2 separate regions of the Mus musculus genome follow, and region 2 is linked to region 1. Evidence: chromatin contacts called from public HiChIP or PLAC-seq data. All regions are on one chromosome and are shown on one strand. Each heading gives the region's core, a stretch centred on a gene start, on an enhancer-like site or on the middle of the called end of the contact. The rest is flanking DNA. Distances are from core to core; before and after follow the strand shown. Region 1 holds the start of Dcaf10 (DDB1 and CUL4 associated factor 10). Region 2 has its middle 3.1 kb from the start of Gm12409.

Region 1 (3,546 bases), core at 811-3,310:
CTTTGTCTTTTTTTGTTTGTTAGTTTTGAGACAGGGTTTCTCTGTACAGCCCTGGCTGTCCTGGAACTCACTCTGTAGACCAGGCTGGCTTCAAACTCAGAAATCTGCCTGCCTCTGCCTCCCAAGTGCTGGGATTAAAGGCGTGCGCCACCACCGCCTGCTGTGTACAAACTCTCAAAGGTCCTCTGTCAGTGCTCTTAGCCGCTAAGCCATCTCTCTGGCCCCTAAAGGCAGCATGCCAACAGGAAGAGGCACAGCTGAATTTGAGTGCGATTTTTAGTGCTCTCTCAGGTTTTATTTTTACTGATATTATAGAATCATGGTCTTTTTTTTTTTTAAGTTTGATTTTTATTTATACAAGTACACTGTCGCTGTCTTCAGACACACACCACAAGAGAGCATCAGATCCCATTATAGATGGTTGTGAAGCCACCGTGTGGTTGTTGGGAATTGAACCCTGGTCCTCTGGAAGAGCAGTCAGTGCTCTTAACCTCTGAGCCATCTCTCCAGCCCTAGGGTCATAGTTTTAATGTAATATGCTCTTATTTTAGGTTTCAGTAAAAATATCTGGAATAAATGAATATTCACATATTAAATACAAGCATTTTTAAAACCACATATTACTAACTTACTTATTCTGTGCTATAACCACCATTGCCTTGAGCTTATTCACAATTTAACTTTTTGAGAGTCATTATGACATGAACAGAGAACATGTAAACTTATAAACTCTTGTTTATTCCAATTTTCTTTCCTTAGATTCTCTAAATTGTCAGTGAACATGGTTAGTTTTTTCTTCTTCTTTTCTACGGTACTAGGGGTTGAAGTTAGGGCTTCACACACGTTAGATAAACGTTCCACCGCTGAACCACATCCTCAGCCCAGTGAACAGCTCTTCAATGCCTTTGGGACCTTAGTATGCTTTTCATGGGGAATGCCCTGCACTGTGAAATCTGATTATGTGGAGCCAATTCAGACCGAATGATGATTTCTTGATTTTCTGTCTAAAGTTCAACCATTGAATATCTAAGTCCCTTTCTGCAGACATCTTCCAGGTCTGTCTTCACGGGTTGGCACATCCTCCAGGTTTATATCACAGTCACTAAAACGTAAACTCCCTACAACGCTACAGACCTACAGAATTGGTTGGGGTTTATTTTGTTTTGTTTGTTATCTATCTGCCTTTCCTTTTACCTCGGGCTATCCTTTTTGAGGACTAAACTTCCCTGCACTGGAAACCTCTATTCCCTGTTAATGAGTTCCCTGAAAAGAGGTACTCAGCAGCTGGAGCAGAGAGGAATATCGTCAGGGGCAGCAGGAGCGGAGACAGGGGAATATCATCAGGGGCAGCAGGGGCGGAGACAGGGGAATATCGTCAAGGCCCGGGCAGTGCTTGGCAGATGTAGTATGAGTATGACGGACAGTGGGCTCTGGCTTTGTGGATTTGAATTGATTGATCTCTAGCTCCCCTCATTTACTCCTAGCTGCACGTATGTTCTTTTTGCGGGGAAGAGAAGAAGGCTCTAACCCTGATAAAGATTTCCCTTACTGTGCAGCAACCAAGATTTGGGCAGATATGTATGACATCAATAGATTCCTTTAGTCTAGGCCCTGTACAGTCCAATGCTTTTTAAATTCGACTGCTCTTGAATCTTTATAGAGTTCTAGGCTGAGTAAGTAGGCAGTGTGCCAAGAGCTTTACTGTGTGACCTACATATAATACAGTAATCACCGTCCCCTCCCCCAGCCCCTCTTGCTGCTCCATTTCAGTGTAAGGACAACAGTAGATAATCCGACCCAGTCTGGTAGGACTGGTCCGGCACACAGCCAGCCAGTGCTCCCTGACAGCTGAGGGCCGACTCTCTGCTGGTTGTAGTCGGGTTCTGTGTGCCCTACATTGCACACACAGGGCTCGTGGATCCTGACTTCACAGTCCTCCTAGGTTGTGGCGCACCCGGCGGTGGTGTCCCTGCTTTTACGTCCCCGGCAGAGGGCAGCCTAGCGGCGGCGCGGGTTTCCCAGCCGGCGGCTTTAGGGCGCGACACCCGGAAGTGGCGGCTGGAGCGGGAGCGCTGAGTTGTCGGGCGGCGGGACAGCGGCCCGGAATAGGGGGCGGGGGCGTTGGTCATGTTTCCCTTCGGGCCCCACAGCCCGGGCGGGGACGAGACGGCTGGAGCCGAGGAGCCGCCGCCTCTCGGAGGGCCGGCGGCAGCTTCCAGACCGCCCTCTCCAGCTCCGCGACCGGCGTCTCCGCAGCGAGGAGCTGACGCGGCCTCTCCCCCGCCGGTCGCCGGGAGCCCTCGCCTCCCGGGCGGCCCCGCGGTGTCCCCAGCCGAGCGCGCCGGAGAGTTCGCGGCTCCCGGAGCTCTGGAGTTGTCCGCCGCCACCGCGTCGGCGTCGCAGGCAAAGCTGTCACCCTCCTCCTCGCCGCGCAGACGCTCGAGGCCGGACTGGAGGGCGGGCGGGCGGAGCCGGCAGGGCCTCGGCGCAGGCCTGGGCGGCCCCGGGGCCAGACTGTTCGGGTGGCTGAGAGAGCGAAGCCTCGGTCGCGGGCTGTTCGTGGACCCGGCTCGGGACAATTTCCGCACGATGACTAACCTGTATGGGTCCATCCATCCCGCAGACTCGGTGTACCTCAGCACCCGCACCCACGGTGCTGTCTTCAACCTCGAGTACTCTCCGGACGGGTAAGCTCCTACACCCCAGCGGGCTCCCTCCGCTCAGGCTGGCCGCAGCCGCTGGCCTTCGTGCCCCCCGGTACTTTGTCACCTATGAGCCCTGGCCTGGCCTGTTGGGATAGGCAGGCCCAGTGCTTCCCTTCGGGGTCCTGGAGGCTCGGGGAAAGAGAACTACTTTTAAGCCGTCGCTTCAGGTCAGTCGGAGCCAGTACACAACTAGGGCGTTCTGGTACACCAAAACAAATAGGCTTTAAAGAAATGCTCGTCGTTTTCCTGTGATCCTCAGTTGGCTTTGTTCTGATCTGAATTTATGTGAAAGGTAGAAAACTTGCAGACTCTTTGGACCGTGTGCCAGATCCTGCCACGAAGGAGACAAATGAAGGCTTTAGAAAGACACTAAGACTGCAGAAATCCGCTTCTCAGGGTTTGGGCCATTTTGTGGGATAGACTGCATGCTTAGACTGCTAAGATGATTGCTCTTGGTTTACTTCAAGCCATAGGGAATTTTCAGACTACCCCAGGGAAATTTAGTAGTACTCTGTCTTGTGAGTGCACAAGTTTAACAACAAGTTTAAAATACTGCTTGTGGCTCCACGGTAAGATGACATAATAACATTCTTATCACAATATATCAAGACTACATATATATTAAAACATTATAAAACAACCGGTAAACTATATTAAAAGGAGAAGAAAATAGGCTTGAAGGGGGGGAAGCGACTAAGTTAAATCATAATGATGAGGACTCAGCTCTATTTGGAATCTTTCATGGGTATTTACATAAAGATTAAACAAGTATTAGATTTAAAATACAGCAGTGTTTGACACTTCTGGGAGAAAACAGCACATTTATCACCATAAGGGAAAA
Region 2 (3,546 bases), core at 368-2,867, 430 kb after region 1:
GCTCTGGGAAGCTAGCTGGGTAGGGGGACTTGGAATAGGTGATAGCGCCGTTGAAAAGATGTTTCTTGTGGTCAGAGCCTGTGGAGAGGGCTGGCTCCTTACGTGAGCTGGGGGCTGGAGGCATGCACGCACAGGTTGCAACAGTCACGCATGGCTGGGCACTGGGAGTCTCTGTCTCCTAGGATGGCTTGATGATGCTAACAAACTCCTGCCCATCTCAGCCCTAATTTCCACACGGCCCCAAAGGAGAAAGAGGCAAACCAGTTTATTTATGAACCATGCGAAAAGGGAAGAGAGAGAGAAGGAAGGAGAAATAAAAAGAAAACGAGGGGGAGGAGAGGGGAGGGGAGGAAGGAAGAAAGGGAGTGGGGAGGAGGGAGGAGGAGAGAAGCAGAGGGAGGGAGGAGGAAAGAGAGGCGAGCTGAGCGTAATCCCTTTGTAAACACGGGCAGAAACTTGTCTTCCTAATTGAAAAGCCCATGTGGGCCGCTTAATCCAGTCCATGTTAATGAGACCAACCACATTAAAGCAGATATCGACTGCAGCCGTCACAGGGCCGGCGGGGGGGGGGGGGGGGGGGGGGGAAGGGGACCAGAGGGAACGTCGACAAGAGTGTGGCCGGAAGAGCTCTGGTCTCAGGGACATCAGCTTGTGTGTTCAAACATCCCATGGTGCAGGCAACCCTGTTGCCTCACACAGCAGGGGCCAAAGGAGTTGAGGGGGGCACCCCCACTCCCACCCCATGACCTCTGTCCTCTTAAAAGGGACAAAGTGACTTGAAATGTTATATAATATTAAGATGGTGTGATAAAAAAAAACACTCGCTCACACAGCGTGGCAAGCACAAATGAGCTCTTGGGGTGATTTGTCTTTGGGGTGATCTGTTTGATGACTTCAAAGAAGTCGGGGCCCAAGACAGAGCTGGGCCTCTAGGTGCTGGGGGTGGGGCCGTGCTCAGCCAGTTCTTGCAAGAAAAGCTCTTTTCCTGGGCCTTGTCCTCAGTAGAAAGCCTCTGGTAGTGTATGAGATAAACAAGAGAGCCAAGACCCCAGTGACCCAGACCCCAGTCACTTGAGCCTTGTTGAGGCCTCTTCATCCCCTCACCTAGACCTCACCGACTATGAGTCGGCCTCTTCAGCCTGTCACCCTCCCCTCTGCCCTCCACACAAGCTACCAGGATGCTTTTTCTGATTCATATCTCTGCTTCTGCCATGTTCCCACGCCAACACCTTCCATGTTTTCCCGTCACCCTCTGGACGGAGCCCAGTGACATTTGTCTTCACTTAACATAGGCAGATATCGCTACACCCTAACTCTTGCCTCAGATCTCACCCCCACCCTTACCCCCGCCTCTCCAGCATATACCCAAAGCTCCTCCCTCATTCAACTCAGGCCTGGACTGTAGCTGCCACTCCCTGGCCAATAGATGTAACTCCATCATCTGGTTCAAAGGGTTCTGCAAGATCCCCACCAAGCTGTACGCCAACCATTTCCAGTTACAAAGCTTTTAACATAAATGATCTCATTTAGCTCTGGCTCTTCTTGGGGTGGTTGTTTGACTCCTGGGAAACAGGAGGTCTACGGCTCAGGAGGCGGGGACTCTGCCTTGTAGAGGCACCACTGGATAGAGGCAACGGTTCCCAGGATCTATGTAACGCCTCTTGCTTTTACAAAAGAGGAAGAGGTACAGAGACATCAGATATCTGCTTGTATCCCAAAGCTACTGGATGATGGACTAGGTGGATCTAGAGACCTCATCACCAAGCTGAGTCCACCACACCCAACAGCCAACAGGCAGCCATTGACTAGGCCCCAGGAATGGGATTTTTCTGGAACATTGTTTAGACTGTGACAGGAAGCTGCTATTAAACCAGACAATGGATGGCCCATGACTGAAGTGACTCCACAGTCCTTGATGGGGGTGTCCATGTTCTAGGAGCAGCTCTGTGGCTTTCTGTACCAGGTCTGTGATAACTAATGGGTCCTGGTGGCAGGGAAGGGCCTGAAGCCTAGAATACACCCTACAGTTCGGCTTTGGTGACATTGAGGGCTTTCAAAAGGTGCAGGGTGATCCTCCAGTAATGTCTGAAATCACCGGACAGGAGAGCAAAAGGCACTCTCGGGAATTAACTCCCGTTATTGGAGAAGTTCCCTCACAGCAGAGGTTTGCAGCCCTGTGCAGCCCAGCCTTCCATCAGTACCTTTGGTCCAAAGGGAGGGAGATGGCTTTCTATCCGAATCCCATCTATCCTGCACACAGCCGCCAGGCCTGGGGTGGCCTTCCTCGGCTTTCAAAGAAGAGATTTCTGCAATTCTGAGTGTAAGGCAGAGATCTCATCTGGCATGTGTCCAGGCTGAAGGGGTTGAAATTTCTGTTCTCCCCAGGGTAGGCTGGAAGAGCCTTGCCTTTGACAAGGCGGTAAAACATCTGTGTTTACAAGAGAGATAAGGAAGGAGCTGGCAGCGGTGGGCCTCTGCGGCTGTCTCTCAAAGGTGTTGCCTCGAAGCGCTCAGAGGAGAGATGCCCAGGAAGGAGCAGCCTGTGCCTGGCCCAGGGTGATGATCTCCTATTGCTGCCTCCTAGATTCCATTTCCCCTCTCCCACACGATGCAGATTCTGGCAGGGGGCCCAGCCTGGACTTGCTCATCTCACTCGGTGTTAGATGGACTGACTTGTCTGTGAACTTCATCCAACACTTAGCTTTCCATGATGATCAAACTCTTAACCCTGCCCTCCTGCTATTTCCCATTCTCTCAACAGTCACGTGGTGCCACGCCTCTTCAGCTCATTGCACAGCCTACCTTGACTGCCTTGGCTGCTCCTCCGGCTCTCACACTCCTTCATCCTAGCTGAATCCAGCTAAAAGTCTCCCGTGTTCCTAAGCATGGTCTTTCCCAGGCTTTTCCCACTGGCCAGATGCAACTCCCATCCTCTCCTGCCTGTCTTTCAAAAGCCACATGGATGACATCAATGTCTTTGTGTGTCTGTTTGTCTCATGGGCTCTGCCATGACGTAGCCATCAGTGGAAGGGAAACTCATCTTTAGGCATTAGTTTCCCTATCTGTGACAGGGCAGATGAGTTCTATACGTGACCTATACATTCATTTGGCGTCCCTTGTGGACTGTGAAGGGCAGCAAGCACCTCTGAAGACCCCATGGACCTAGCACATCGGCTATGAGAGACGCTAGAAAACAGATCTCTATACACTAGGTAATCCCCATGCTTCCAGCCAGCCAGGGATATCTACATGGGTCAGCTGGACATACTGCTATGAAACTCAGAAAATGCAGGGGAGTCGGAGGTCACCTCCTGGCCTGAAGCCTCCCTTGGCTGTTCGAGGGAAGGCAGGACTGTGGAAATGTGCGGTGTCTTCCTAGCAGGGTTCTGCTGTCTGTGCTCCACGTCCCTGGGTGCTGGCAGAAGAGCTGAAACGTCTCCTGTTAATTGTCAGAGTGAAACAGACAAAGAGAGGTGTAGAGAAAGCATGGTGCTCCACGCAGTCGGTCCTGTAACGGAGGAGGATGTTTTGTTCTTCCCAGAGCGG

What was found. HiChIP or PLAC-seq counts read pairs in DNA pulled down with a chosen protein or histone mark.
Region 2: an H3K4me3 HiChIP or PLAC-seq map of the SCID.adh cell line shows a contact between it and region 1, with 15 read pairs. The contact joins the enhancer-like site here to the promoter of Dcaf10 in region 1. A contact is called at or near these places in 2 of 484 Hi-C or Micro-C datasets (both in embryonic stem cells), 12 of 115 datasets of contacts at active chromatin or transcription factors (the SCID.adh cell line, SST interneurons, acute myeloid leukemia and 8 more) and 3 of 9 other capture datasets (adipose tissue, embryonic stem cells and liver).

What each region holds. Positions count from the first base shown.
Region 1 is chr4:45,340,041-45,343,586 of GRCm38.p6, forward strand. It overlaps Dcaf10 (DDB1 and CUL4 associated factor 10), which reads left to right and starts at 2,061. Exons shown (of 7, transcript NM_153167.2): 1 at 2,061-2,687. The coding sequence starts at 2,128.
Region 2 is chr4:45,765,589-45,769,134 of GRCm38.p6, forward strand. No RefSeq gene overlaps it. Among named protein-coding and RNA genes, the nearest start is that of Gm12409, 3.1 kb to the left of the region's middle. Within about 2 kb of position 1,618, at least 13 of the 459 cell types and tissues checked have an H3K27ac peak or open chromatin away from gene starts, as enhancers often do. A contact at or near this core is called in the SCID.adh cell line, where this site is marked.